Regions from separate parts of the Mus musculus genome. Here region 2 is linked to region 1. The links are chromatin contacts, called in public HiChIP or PLAC-seq maps. All regions are on one chromosome and are shown on one strand. The core of a region is the stretch at or near the end of the contact, and the rest is flanking DNA. Distances in the headings are between cores, read along the strand shown.

Region 1 (6,374 bases), core at 1,421-3,920:
GCAAGACCACGGTGGGCATTATTCTGAAGCCTTCATTTTGCAATGACTCCAAAAGTCCACATGGCCTAGTACCCTGCTGCAGCCCCAGGCGCCACGCCTCCCACCCCACCCCAACCTGGACCAAGCAAGACTCAGCTGAGCCGCAGCTCCGAAGTCGCCTTTAATTTCCCAGCTCCGACCACCGGAAGCGAGCGCGAGGCGGGGGCCGGGTGGGGAGGACGCGCCCACCGATGCCGCCGGCGCCCGCGGGACGCGCCACCAGCCCGGCCCTTGTTCGCTGGGCTCGACGCTCGCCCACCTCTTCCAAATTTAACCGTTACCTAAATCCGAAGGGAAATGAGCAAACCTCTGGGATTGGGTGTCAAGGTATTTTCAGCTTCGTTGGGCGTATTTATCCTCAAGTGTTTCCACAACAAGTTATTTCGGGGCCCGAGGCGCAGGTTTCTTTCTGCGGACGCGGTGGCCAGTGGCCGGACTCCAGGCCGGTGGCACCGGGGTCCGGTGATTCACGGCCGCGATCGGGGCGATGCTGCCCAAACAGTCGACAGGATTGGGGTGCCCACGGGAGCCGTGCGAGCTGCCTGCTACCAGCGCCCGCAGCTCCTGTCAATCTGTGTCCTGAATCTGTGACTTCTCGCTGCGGAAGTCTCCAGGAGCCAAGAATACTTCGATTTTCTTTCTAGTCATTTCTAGTGCTGATTTCTCAGACATCCCGGGGACTCTATAGATAGCCCCGCGATCCCACAGACAAACAAATTGGGGGCTGCTCAGGGGTGCCCAAGGAGTTGGCAAGGATACCCCCTTCCTGTCACCTCCTGACCCCTTGCGCAAAGGAGGCTCGTGGCCCGCTGTCCCACTGGGGGATGGGGCTGGGGTTGAGAAGGCTAGTGAGCGCCTCTAACGCTCAGGAAGTGAAGTTTGTGGTTTTGGGGGCTGAGCTCCGAAGGAGATTAAAAAAAAAAAAAAAAAAAAAGTCAGAGAGACAGATCAGTCTCTCCCGAAAGCAAGATTCAGTTTGCACACTCTCAGAGCTCGGTGCCCGCGCCCTGACCCCGAAGGTAGGTTTGCTGAACTGCTGTGCCTCCCGCTCAGGCGGGGGTGGCCTCGAGGACTGGTAGGAGTACATTGACACTGTGGGGACGTCCCGAGGGCGCAGGCGGGTCCCCACCTGCTGCAGAGCATCGGCTGCTGGGTTCTGGAGCCACCCAAGCGGTGGAGCGAAAGATCTGGAATAGAGGGGCACACAGTTTAGCGGTTAGATAGCAGAGTGGGATCCACGCAGGAAGAAAACATCTGGTGGGCATGTGGCGGCAGCGGGCTTCTGGAGGCCTCCTTCTGAGCGCCTTGCCTTCAGCTCCCGAATTTCCAGCCTCAGATGACCAGGGGAAGCCTGGCGGGCCGCTGTGCCAGGAGCGTGCCGCCCCGCCCCCTGGACGCCAGCTGCAGCACGAGGTTGCCTTCCCACGCGCTGGGCCTCCTTGCCATCCCCTTACCCCTCCTACCCGGAACCCAGCAAAGCCCTCCGAAGCGTAGGTTTGTGGCCTGGGCGAGGACGCCACCTCTGTGTCTACCCTGTCCCGCGTGGTGCTGACGCGCAGACCCAGCGCGGGACCAGACAGCCCTGCTTCCCACGGGTCCCGTTCTTGGCTATCGCAGGACCGAACCTCATCGAGGCCTCCAGAACTCTTGCCCTGTTTTCTTGCTCTTCATGCTTGCTTTAAGAATTGTCCTCTGGTTGGAGCGTCTGGCTGTACAGACAGGGAGTGCGGGAAAATTAAAGCGCCGGAGCCTGGGTTCTGGGAGCCAAACCCGACCAAGGCGTGTGACTATACATTATGACTGGGAATCTGAAGCAGGAGTCCTTGGGCTCCTTTTAAGTGGGTACAACAGGGTGTGTTCTGTACGCGCTCCTGGGGGGGGGTGGCGAAGAGGCTCGGGTTCCTCAGTCTGAACTGCACGAAGCCCAAAGACCCGGGGCGTGCGCCGGCCTGTGCCCCAGTCTTTGAGCCCGCCGCCGCCGTTCAGCCTCTATTGCCTTGGACCTTGGAGGCAGGCGGATTCGTTTCACCCTAGGCCTCCCTAGGGTCGCCCCCGGAGCGGGCCAGGAGCTGGGACGCAGTCTCAGCCCCGCCTCCTGCAGGGCTCAGGTTTCGACCCGAGATTAGGTGAACTGATTGGGGGTTAAAGAGAGCGACGCCAGCTCTCGGTCATGCTCAGGGACCCTGGCCTCCTGGCCAGGCCTTCTGGCCACTGCTCACTCGTGCGCGCTCCGGTTTCATCTTGCTGGCCCGCGAAGTCGTTGGCACTCATTAAATTTGGGCACCGCGTGTTTGCCAGTAAGCACGCAGTTTAAACTCAACTTCCCTAGGACAAGATTTTTGGTGAGCAGATCAGAAAATAATTCTTTCTGGGACTTAGTTTCTGAAGCAAGGCCTACAGGTCTGGAATGTTTCTCAGTGGTCGCCGTCCTGGCCGGTGCCACACCACTATTCCAGTGGGCGTTTCTCCTGGGACAAGTGTTGGTCCTTTGCCACTCCCACCTCACTTTCCTGTGCCTCTGGCTTCCTGACTTCTGCTCCAGCCACTGCAGCACATAGTCCCTAGGCAAACCAGTCCCTAGTACGCCCCTCTTTCGCTTCTGTTCGTCGCGGGGCTCCTGGAGGTTTTGGCTCCAAGCCCCTTCCGGGTCCCAAACACTGATGCCCCCTGACTGGCTAAACTAAGCCACGCATCCCTGGCGTGAGCCACAACCCAGAAGGGAGCAGGTGGGCTTGCAGGGTTGACTTGGGATAACGGACCAGTTGTGGACTACTGCTCTCAGGAGAGTGATGATCTAGCTTTGGTAGGGAAGGGGAGGGGCTGAGGCGTGGGCAGGGCAGAGCAAAGGGACCAGAGCCAGAGCCTGGGGACAGGTTTTACCACTGAGCTGTTGCAGTGGCGGCGGAGGCCGGGATTCGTGCCACCTGTCCGAGTGCCACCTGGTGAGCGTGGCGCCTGGGTCCAGGCCCCTCCTCCCGCGGCTTCCCTCTCTCCTCCCTGGCCCACACTCTTCCTTGGCCTGGGAACCTACCACAACCGCCATCGGTGCTGACCCTCGTTTCCACCCAATTTTCCCCCTTCTCTCAGAACTCAGAGTATCCGAGGGTCCAAACATTCGTCCAGCGGCTGACCACCATGCCGCGCTCATTCCTGGTCAAGAGCAAGAAGGCGCACAGCTATCACCAGCCGCGTTCTCCGGGGCCGGACTACTCCCTGCGCCTGGAGACCGTGCCTGCGCCGGGCAGAGCAGGTGCGAAGCGCGCAGAGGCCGGGTAGGGCAGCTGCCGAGGACACCGACTCTGCTCCAAGCCACCTCGTTTCCTAGGAATCGGGGGAGGCTATCCTAACGCCCCTCGGGTGCTTTTTTGTTTTTGTTTTTGTTTCCCGGTGCTCAGATTTGCTGAGCTTGCCAGAGATGCCCCTGGCGCTCGCAGTCGGCTCTTGAATTCGGGAGGGAGGGCTCCCGGTTGGGTCAGAGTGGACAGAGGAGGACACGGGCGCCACGGTGGAACCACTTCAGTTCGGCCAGGTTTAGGTTTATTTCTCTCCTGAATCTTTTCCGCAGAGGGCGGCGCTGTGAGTGCAGGCGAGTCGAAAATGGAGCCCCGAGAGCGTTTGTCCCCCGACTCTCAGCTTACCGAGGCTCCCGACAGGGCCTCCGCGTCCCCCAACAGCTGCGAAGGCAGCGTTTGTGACCCCTGCTCCGAGTTCGAGGACTTTTGGAGGCCCCCTTCTCCCTCCGTGTCTCCAGGTAAGCCTTGATTCGAGGTCTTGTGGCAGAGTTCTGGAGTCGCAGCACGGAGGGAAGCCCGCACAAGGGATGCAGAGGGTCGGCCTAGGGATCTGGCTCCTAAGGGAACAGGGTTCAGGGGAGGCATCCAGCTTTTGTGCTGGACACCTTGCCCAAAGTGTCCTCTGCCTCCTTCTAAGTCCCTTAGCTCCAGGCTGGCCCTTAATTCGTTTGCCTGGAACTAACAGGCGAGGTCAAACGAACTGGTCCTTCTCTGGCTGGCATTTCTTTTATGTCCAGAATTCATTGTTTAGAAATTGTCAGATCCCAGAATCCAGGACCCAGACCTGAATACTTCAAACAAGAGACCTGGGCAGTCTGAGCGGTACAGAGCTGGGCACCACACTGGAGTGCAAGGCTGCTGCTGAAAATCTCAGCTCGCTGGCTCTGTCTTCAAAAGTTTCATTTTCTCCCCTTCTGCTAAGAGGGCCCAGGCAGGGGCACCAGCATGCTCGGGCTCATTTCCAGGGAGCAATTGACTAGAGTTGATGGGGGTGGGGTGGGGGTGGGGTGGGGGTGGAGGTGGGGGGGGATATCTCGGGTCACAGCAGAAGTAGAAAGGAGACCAATCCAAATTCTACTAAGAGCAGGCTATTTCCCTTTCACACTATTAGCTCATTCACCCCCACAAGCAGAGGGTTGGTTCTTCCTAGCTGTGTGACCAAGCTGCTATGGGACAGGTCCGCCCAGAATGGAGTGTGCATTTACTTGCATTCATTCAATATCCAATTTTAGCAAAATTCACGTGTGTGAAGGGAGAGGAGTTCTTCTGAAGGTAGTGTAATTTTTAACTGTAATTTTTCATCAGAAATTTATCAGGGATGGGCATACTTCGCGCCCTTGTCTGCTGCCCCTTGCGTCATAGCTTTGAGAAATCTTGGGGACATTCCAGTTTGTTTAGTCTGATACTCCTAGATAACCTGGACTCAACGTGGATCGGCCTTCTCCGTTCTTCCTAATCTATTGCAAAGAGAAAGGAATTGAGTAGAGGAGTACTTGAAAGGAGTCAGGACCCTAGACCTAAGTTCTCCTGTCTGTCTCAATCTTTCTAGCAGGTTCTGGGGACTGGGGGTGGGTGGGGTCCAGCCAGAGAACCATCAAAACGAATTTACCCACCTCTTCAACCTGTATCATTTTAAGTATCACTTTACTGCTCTGTCACTGGTCCTGGAAGCCCCGCGGGCCTACCTGAGTTTCACCCCGGGTGTCGGGGGTACTTGGCTTTCTAATCAGCTAGGGCGCCTGACAATAGTGATGGTGCACTGCGGGCTCCGCCCAGCAGCCTCGAACTTGACTCAATGGCCTCCTGTGCCTTCACAGCGTCGGAGAAGTCACTGTGCCGCTCTCTGGACGAAGCCCAGCCCTACACGCTGCCTTTCAAGCCCTATGCATGGAGCGGTCTTGCTGGGTCTGACCTGCGGCACCTGGTGCAGAGCTATCGGCAGTGCAGCGCGCTGGAGCGCAGCGCGGGCCTGAGCCTCTTCTGCGAGCGCGGCTCGGAGCCGGGCCGCCCGGCAGCGCGCTACGGCCCCGAGCAGGCTGCGGGCGGAGCCGGTGCGGGACAGCCAGGGAGCTGCGGGGTCGCCGGGGGCGCCACCAGCGCTGCGGGCCTGGGGCTCTACGGCGACTTCGCGCCTGCGGCGGCCGGGCTGTACGAGCGGCCGAGCACAGCAGCAGGCCGGCTGTACCAAGATCATGGCCACGAGCTGCACGCGGACAAGAGCGTGGGCGTCAAGGTGGAGTCGGAGCTGCTTTGCACCCGTCTGCTGCTGGGCGGCGGCTCCTACAAATGCATCAAATGCAGCAAGGTGAGGCTCGCGCGCGCCTGGCCTCATCAGCCCTGTGTCCCCAGTCCGTGACCCTCCAGCATGCGCACCCCGCGACCCCCCTCAGCGGCCTTCTCCCTGGCCCCCCACTCGCCCTCAGGTGTTCTCCACACCGCACGGGCTGGAGGTGCACGTGCGCCGGTCCCACAGCGGCACAAGACCCTTTGCGTGCGAGATGTGCGGCAAGACCTTCGGGCACGCGGTGAGCCTGGAGCAACACAAGGCAGTGCACTCCCAGGTAAGATCGGCGCTGGCGGCCTGACGCTGCACTGGGGACCTTTCAGCTTGTCCTCCGAATCGGCACCAGCCATTTTCCCACTGCCTCCCGGTGCCCCCTCTGCTTGCTCCTATTTGGGGGTGCAGAGAAACCTGGGTGACAGAAGTCCTGGAGTGTGCTGCAATCTTAGATTGCAGTGTCGCACCGCTGTGAGTCTCCAGCAGTGGAATTCTGTTGGAGATTTGTTGACATTTGCTGCTAATGCACTGACTTTACTGTTTATGTTCCCTTCATCCTTCCTGACTGGCAAGGGAGGGTCTCAGTTCATGCGCAGCGTCCAGTAGCGAATGCTGGTCATTCATTCATTCATTCATTCATTGCTTTATAACTTGCCTAAATCTAAGGCTTTAGGCACCTGAGAATCCTGTAGCACAGCAGGTCCTGTATGGTGGATTAAAGAGAGGGAGATAAGCAAAATACTACACAAGTGTCTGTGACAGCA
Region 2 (6,374 bases), core at 2,510-5,009, 69 kb before region 1:
AACTTGGCCTGCTTCATGCTGGAATGCTCTCTGGCTTGATTATTATACAGCTGCTGAGAGCTCAGGAGTGCAGTGGTCCTGTGACTCCCAGAAGACACTGCTGTGCCCCAGTCTTCCCCAATCACTGGCTTTAGGCTTTTCCATCCTCTCTGACAGTGGTCCCCAGGTCTTGCTGGCAGGAAGTGTGACACAGATGCCTCCTTTATGGCTGAGCTGTCCATGTGAACTTGTTCTCTGCACTTTGATCACTTGCCAGCTTCTGTGTTAGCTACAGCCCACTGCACGGGGAAATTTGTCTGATGAATTGCAGTAACTTATGGTATAGAAATGGAATTTATATTTTTGGTTGTGAACCTAGCCTTTAACTGCTGAGCCATCTCTCCAGCCCTAGAAATGGAACTCAGAGGGCAAGTTGATAGTCTATTCATTTATCAACCAAAGATTTTCTTTACTATTTGGAAAGTGTGAAACACCTGAAGGGGACGCCAATGATATATGTACATTTTTAACTTCTTTTGAAAATGCTTGTGACAAAATAAATGCTGCTTTAGGTATATTCCCACAAATGTATCTACTTGTGAGAGAAATTAGGGAAAGAGCAAAATGTAGCAATCTGTAAGACAGAGAGGAATGAGTTTTTAAAAAGTAGGTACTGGGGTGGTGAAGCGCACACCTTTAATTCCAGCACTTAGGAGGCAGAGGCAGTCAGATTTCTGAGTTTGAGGCCAGACTGGTCTACAGAGTGACTTCCAGGACAGCCAGGGCTACACAGAGAAACCCTGTCTTCAACCCCCCCCCCCAAAAAAAAAAAACCCTACACAGTTTCAGAATGGTGGACTTTGTTTGAATGGGGTGGGAGGGTTGGGGAACTGGGGGAAGGTTGAGAGGGTGGGAGGATGGGAAGAGAGAGAGATCTAGTAAATGTTGAACTTGGTCTTTGAGGGGTCCTGTGAGACGACTCAGTGCGAGGAGACAGTTGCTGCAAGGCCTCGGAGGACCTGAGTTGGGTCCCCTGGATTCACACTGTGAAAGAGAACTGACTCTTGCAGGTTGTCCTCTGCGCTCCATGTATGTGCTGTGGAGCATCCCCACCCCAAAACCAGTGATATGTGTAATATAATTTTAGAAGAACATGGCTTTTAAAAAATGAATTTTGAAAAATACCCAGGTTTGCAACAGTTTAAATTAAGCTGGGCATGGTGGTGTGTATCTGGAATCGCAGCTCTTAGGAGGCCTGAGACAGGAAGAGCATATGTCTAGCCAACCAGGAGTACTAATTACAAAGCAAAAGCGTCTCTTAGCAAACAGTGCTTACACACGTGCTCTGTAAAGTTTGTTCATCCTCTATAGAGTACTTGTTGCGATATAGTAATGTTTTATGCTTTAGCGTCACTTAGCTCGAACTTCTGGAAGATGGAAAGACCCACCCAAGAAAAATGCTGTGAATGAGTTACAGGATGAGCTGATGAGCATTCGCCTTAGAGAGGCGGAAACACAGGCAGAAATAAGAGAGATGAAGCAAAGGATGATGGAAATGGAGACACAGGTATGGCGGGCAGGCCCAGGTGGGTGGAATACATCTCTAGATCCAAGTCTTACACAGTTGTTTTCTCAAAAGTAACTGACTATAAAGTTAGGAAGAGTGAAAATGTAGGTTTTAAATGCGAAGTTTGAATGCCATGCCACTGTGTTTAAGGGAGTGGTAAGTGAATGAGGTTCACGGTGGTGTAATCCTGAGAACTGACATAAAAGCTGAGGTCTAGACAGTAGTTTCTAGTCCTCACGCAGACAGCTAAAACCTACCTATTGCTGTCTGCTCCTGTTCTTTTAAGACAGCACCTGTTACCAAAGCGGGAGCTCCAGCAATGCACCATTGTTGTTGTTGTTGTTTGTTTCAATTAAGCTGGCTGGCTAGCAACTTCAGTCTGTCTGTGTAACCCTAGAGTTATAAATGTGAGCCCACCTTTCATATGAGTGCTGGGGATCTAGACTCAGGTCTCCAGGCTTATGCAGCAGGCGCTCTCACTGGGCCATTGCGCCAGTACTGTTTGCTTTGTTTTAGCTTTGTTTTTGTGGATTATTATTATTATTATTATTATTATTATTATTATTATTATTATTATTATTGAGACAAAGTTGTGCTATATCCCTGGCTGGCTTGTCACTCACTCTGTATCCTGGATTGGCCTCAAACTAATGACAGATAATGCCCCAGCCTCCCAGTGCTGGCATTATAGGCAGAAAGATTTTTTTTCTTCTGAGATACAATCTCTGCTTTGACCCTTCAATAAAATTGAAACAAGTTAGACTTTTGGGCTTATTAGTAAAACTCATAGAGTTGCCTTATTGCACAAATTAAGAAGGAAAATTTATGTAGAGCAAGATTCCTCAACTTGAATATTTTTTAAACGTTTGAGCAAGAAATTATTTGTTTTATTTATCTAGCCTGTGCATTATAGGATTTTTAGCAGCATCCTGGCTCTGCCTACCAGATGGTTTTCTGTGTAATGGCTAAAACTGTCTCTATACATTTCCAGTAGAGAATCATGTGTCTGCTACAATGTGCATTCTGCCTTTTCAAGTATGATCCTGAGTAATTAAGTCTCCTAATGTTCCCTTTTCTGTATTAAATGCCTATCTTAAATATATTTGGCCTAAGATGTGCAAATCATTTTGTTTATAAAACCTGTTGTATTGTAAAGGTAAGTTTGGCTTTTTTGAATTACATTCTTCTGAGCTATATTTCACATAAGGTTGTCCTGTGGGATCCATGGGGCAGATTACAGAATCTCTGCTAGTACTGCAATCTTCAGGTGCTCAAGTTCCTTAAATAAAATGGTTTATTATTTTTATATAATATTTGTAATAATATATGTATATGCATTCTCCAGTATACTTTAAACCATCCTTAGGTACAAGGCCTAATATAGCACTAATAGAAATAATTTTTACAGTATACTGTTTAGGGAATAATAAATGTCTACACATGTGCAGTACAGATACACTTTCAAAAACTTCAATCCTTAGCAGTGTGAATTCATGGATACATAGGAGGGGTAACTAAGCATGTGATTGGTTTTCAGAGGATCTCTTCAGTCAGTAGGGGGCATAGTCTACTCATGCGGCACTTTGTATCTCAATGACATTCCATGTCAGGCACGAGATAGTGAATAAGCAGTTCTTAGGATAAACATAGCTTGTTTCTTATCATCTAATTACTTTCAAAAAGTTTTATTGAAATTAAAAATATGAAAGAGGCTAGAATTAGGAAAAGTAGAAATTAGATTTTATAGTGGAAAGTTTTATTTTATGAGCAAAATTCATTTATATCTCTACGTAAGCTTATATATGATTATGACCCATATATATATCTCCTATCAGATAATTCAATTTCTGTGTCATCCTAAGGCTGATTCTGCACACTGGTTGGTCTCTTGTTATGTACTTCTGTCTCTCCTTGCTTTGTCACATGCTTTGTAAATTATTGCACACATTTTCATGTGCCCCAATAAGTGTACACCAAGAAAGATTGGTTATCTTGAAACAGACATCCATAGTATGGGGAAGGGGCTAGATAGCAGCAATTGGGTATCTTGTATAGGGCAATAAATAACTAAGGTAAATAGTTTTTGTGCCTAGCAATGGGTACATATTTCCCTCTGCCAGGCCTTTCATGTGGCAAGTTTGAGTTAATACTGTCAGATGGGCTGAGCTGAGTTTTGCTCTGTGGTTATGCGAAGTGCACTTCAGGGTTCAAATTCCTTTGGCATTACCTCATTTTCAGAACGAGGGCTGGTTTCCCAGACAGCTTTTGTCCTGTCTGTATTCTGTGTCATATCCTAGAGTCGGGACTGGAGTCAGCAGTATTCCTCTATTACTGTTGCAAGGAATTAGAGGGGCAAGGGTGTTTTCTGATAATCCTCAGCCTTAGCCTCCATTTTGTTTTTGTATCAGAGGTATTTGGAAATAATTGCCTGGTTAAATGTATTCTAAAGGCAGTAATTATATCTTGATTTTGAACAGGCCCTCAGAAGAACTTGCTGCGTTCATGCATGTTACATATTATTTCGTACACAGCTTGTAAGCCTCTGGGTGATTGGGTGCCGCTGTGGTCGTCTGTGCTCAGTGTTCATTTGATTTGGTCTTTCTAATCTTCTGTTTATTCTGACTGCTGCATCTTTCCTTCCTTTCCTTCCTTCCCCTTCCCCTCTTCCTTCTTTGTTGCCCAGGCTGGCCTCAAACTCATGATCCATGCAATAGCTAGGATTATAGGTGTGTGTATCATTCCACTTGGCTTTCTCTGACTTCCTGAAATTGAGGTTGCCTTTATTCTTATACGAGCACTTAATTGAGTAAAGTTTTGTAGGCTGAAAACAATCTCTAAAGCATTACATATTTGCTGGAAAGTGCCTTCATTCTCTTTCCTTCATATATACTGTGTTTTCCTTGACTTGCATATTTCGTTAGCACTCTGAACCTCTTCTTACTTTGGGTCATGGTTTCACCAAGTCACGTGGACTTGCCTTGACTTCACAGCATAGTCCAAGTTGGCTTGGAATTTGTGATCCTCTTGTCTCAGCCTCCTGAGTAGCTGGGAATATAACCTTACCTAACTAGGCCTAGACTTTGCCCACTTTTTTTTTCTTTTCTTTTCTTTTCTTTTCTTTTCTTTTTTTTTTTTTTTTTTTTTTTTTTTGTGGCAGGCAGGGGAAGAATAAAATTTTCTCAAATATTAATGGACCTTAACATGGCTTTTTAAAAATGCTGAAAAATTGGACCTTCTTTTATTTTCTGTGTCTTATACATTCTTTTTCAACACTAATATTTTTCAGTATTCATGCCTAATCTTATATTTAATCCTTTCATTGTGTGTGTTATGAATATGTACATATTTGTATATGTTTGGGTGTGAGTATGGAGGCCAGAGGTTGACTTGGGGTGTCTTCCTGGATCACTGTTCATGTTATTTTTTGGGACAGGTCTCCCTTTGAACCTAGAGTTCATTTATTGGCTAGGATAGGTGCCAATGAGCTCTAGAGGTCGTTATCTCTGTCTTCCCTTGCTGTTTGCACCCCAGTGTTGGGGTTACAGATATGTGCCACTATGCCCATCTTTTATGCTGGGTGTTAGAGATGAAAACTGAAGTCTTTGTGGCCATACACGACAAGCATTTAACTTACTGAGGTGTTGCTCCAGCCCTCATTGGATTCCTAGTATCAGCAGTTATATTGGTTTTTAGAAATTTTATTTGATTAGTTTTTAAATTTGCAAAATTTCAGAGACATGATGACACACCTTTATTATCTTTTAAAAGACTTATTTATTATATGTATATGAGCACACTGTAGTTGTCTTCAGACACACCAGAAGGGGGCATCAGATCCCATTACAGATGGTTGTGAGCCACCATGTGGTTGCTGGGAATTGAACTCAGCTCCTCTGGTAGAGCAGCGACTGCTCTCAACCACTGAGCTATGTCTCCAGCCTGGTGACACACATTTATAATTACAACATTCAGCAGGGAAAACCAGAATGGTTATGAGTACCAGACTAACCCAGCTACATACTAAGACAGTAGCTCAAAAATTAAAGTATTTTTGGCCAAATTCACTGTTCCACCTCCCCCTGCTCTGACTTTGAAGTGGCACTGTGTTCTTCAGGGTGGCCTTGATCTTGGGTCTCAAGTGCTGAGGTTTTGGGCCTGCCCTGCTCTGCCACTTCTGCACGGCCTCTCATGGCTCCTCTTCTTAGTATGCTTTTCTTCTTCCCTTTATATCTTTAATAATTTAAGCATTTATTTTATTTGAAGTCATAAAATTACCTCACTATGAGAAATTATTAGAATATACTCTTCTTTTTTGTCATGCACTGTTCTCACGCACAATTAAGTCTTAAGTTGTGGTTTTGTATTTCATTGTTGGAAAATTCTTTGCAGCCGTGTTGAAGGAACATCCCTCTGAAATAGAGTTATGTGCTTCAGTGGTAGCTCATAAGACAAAGCTTATAGATTTTTTTTTTGTATAAATGATATATTGAGGTCTAGAATTTTTAGTATTTCTAGCATTTTGAAGCAGGATCTCATGTAGCCCAGGCTAACCTCAAACTCACTACAAAGACAAAGCTGGTCTAGTACTCCTGACCTTCTTGCATCTACCTTCTAAATACTGGGATTGCAGGTGTGGGCAACAATGCCTGGCTAATGTGTTGGTTAAGAGTTTGTAATATTCTTTCGGAGAATTCAGGTCTTTTTCTTTTAAAGATTTTTCTTTTCTTTTTTCTTTTCTTTTCTTTTCTTTTCTTTTCTTTTCCTTTCTCTCTCTCTCTCTCTCTCTCTCTCTCTCTCTCTCTCTCTTTCTTTTTGTTTTTTTGGTTTT

Evidence for each region. HiChIP or PLAC-seq counts read pairs in DNA pulled down with a chosen protein or histone mark.
Region 2: a contact with region 1 is called in an H3K4me3 HiChIP or PLAC-seq map of the SCID.adh cell line, with 29 read pairs. The contact joins the enhancer-like site here to the promoter of Gfi1 in region 1. A contact is called at or near these places in 3 of 15 datasets of contacts at CTCF or cohesin (CD8 T cells, large pre-B cells and thymocytes), 24 of 484 Hi-C or Micro-C datasets (B cells, CD4 T cells, CD8 T cells and 13 more), 13 of 115 datasets of contacts at active chromatin or transcription factors (CD8 T cells, DN3 thymocytes, the SCID.adh cell line and 9 more) and 3 of 9 other capture datasets (adipose tissue, liver and pancreatic islet).

What each region holds. Positions count from the first base shown.
Region 1 is chr5:107,720,639-107,727,012 of GRCm38.p6, reverse strand. Gfi1 (growth factor independent 1 transcription repressor) reads left to right here and starts at 2,670. Exons shown (of 6, transcript NM_010278.2): 1 at 2,670-3,289; 2 at 3,605-3,790; 3 at 5,150-5,637; 4 at 5,756-5,893. The coding sequence starts at 3,175. RefSeq lists promoters at 849-1,083, 1-1,254, 2,651-3,039.
Region 2 is chr5:107,790,871-107,797,244 of GRCm38.p6, reverse strand. Evi5 (ecotropic viral integration site 5) reads left to right here. Exons shown (of 20, transcript NM_001378824.1): 16 at 1,388-1,546. Among named protein-coding and RNA genes, the nearest start is that of Ube2d2b, 36 kb to the left of the region's middle. Within about 2 kb of position 3,759, at least 58 of the 459 cell types and tissues checked have an H3K27ac peak or open chromatin away from gene starts, as enhancers often do. A contact at or near this core is called in the SCID.adh cell line and pancreatic cancer cells, where this site is marked.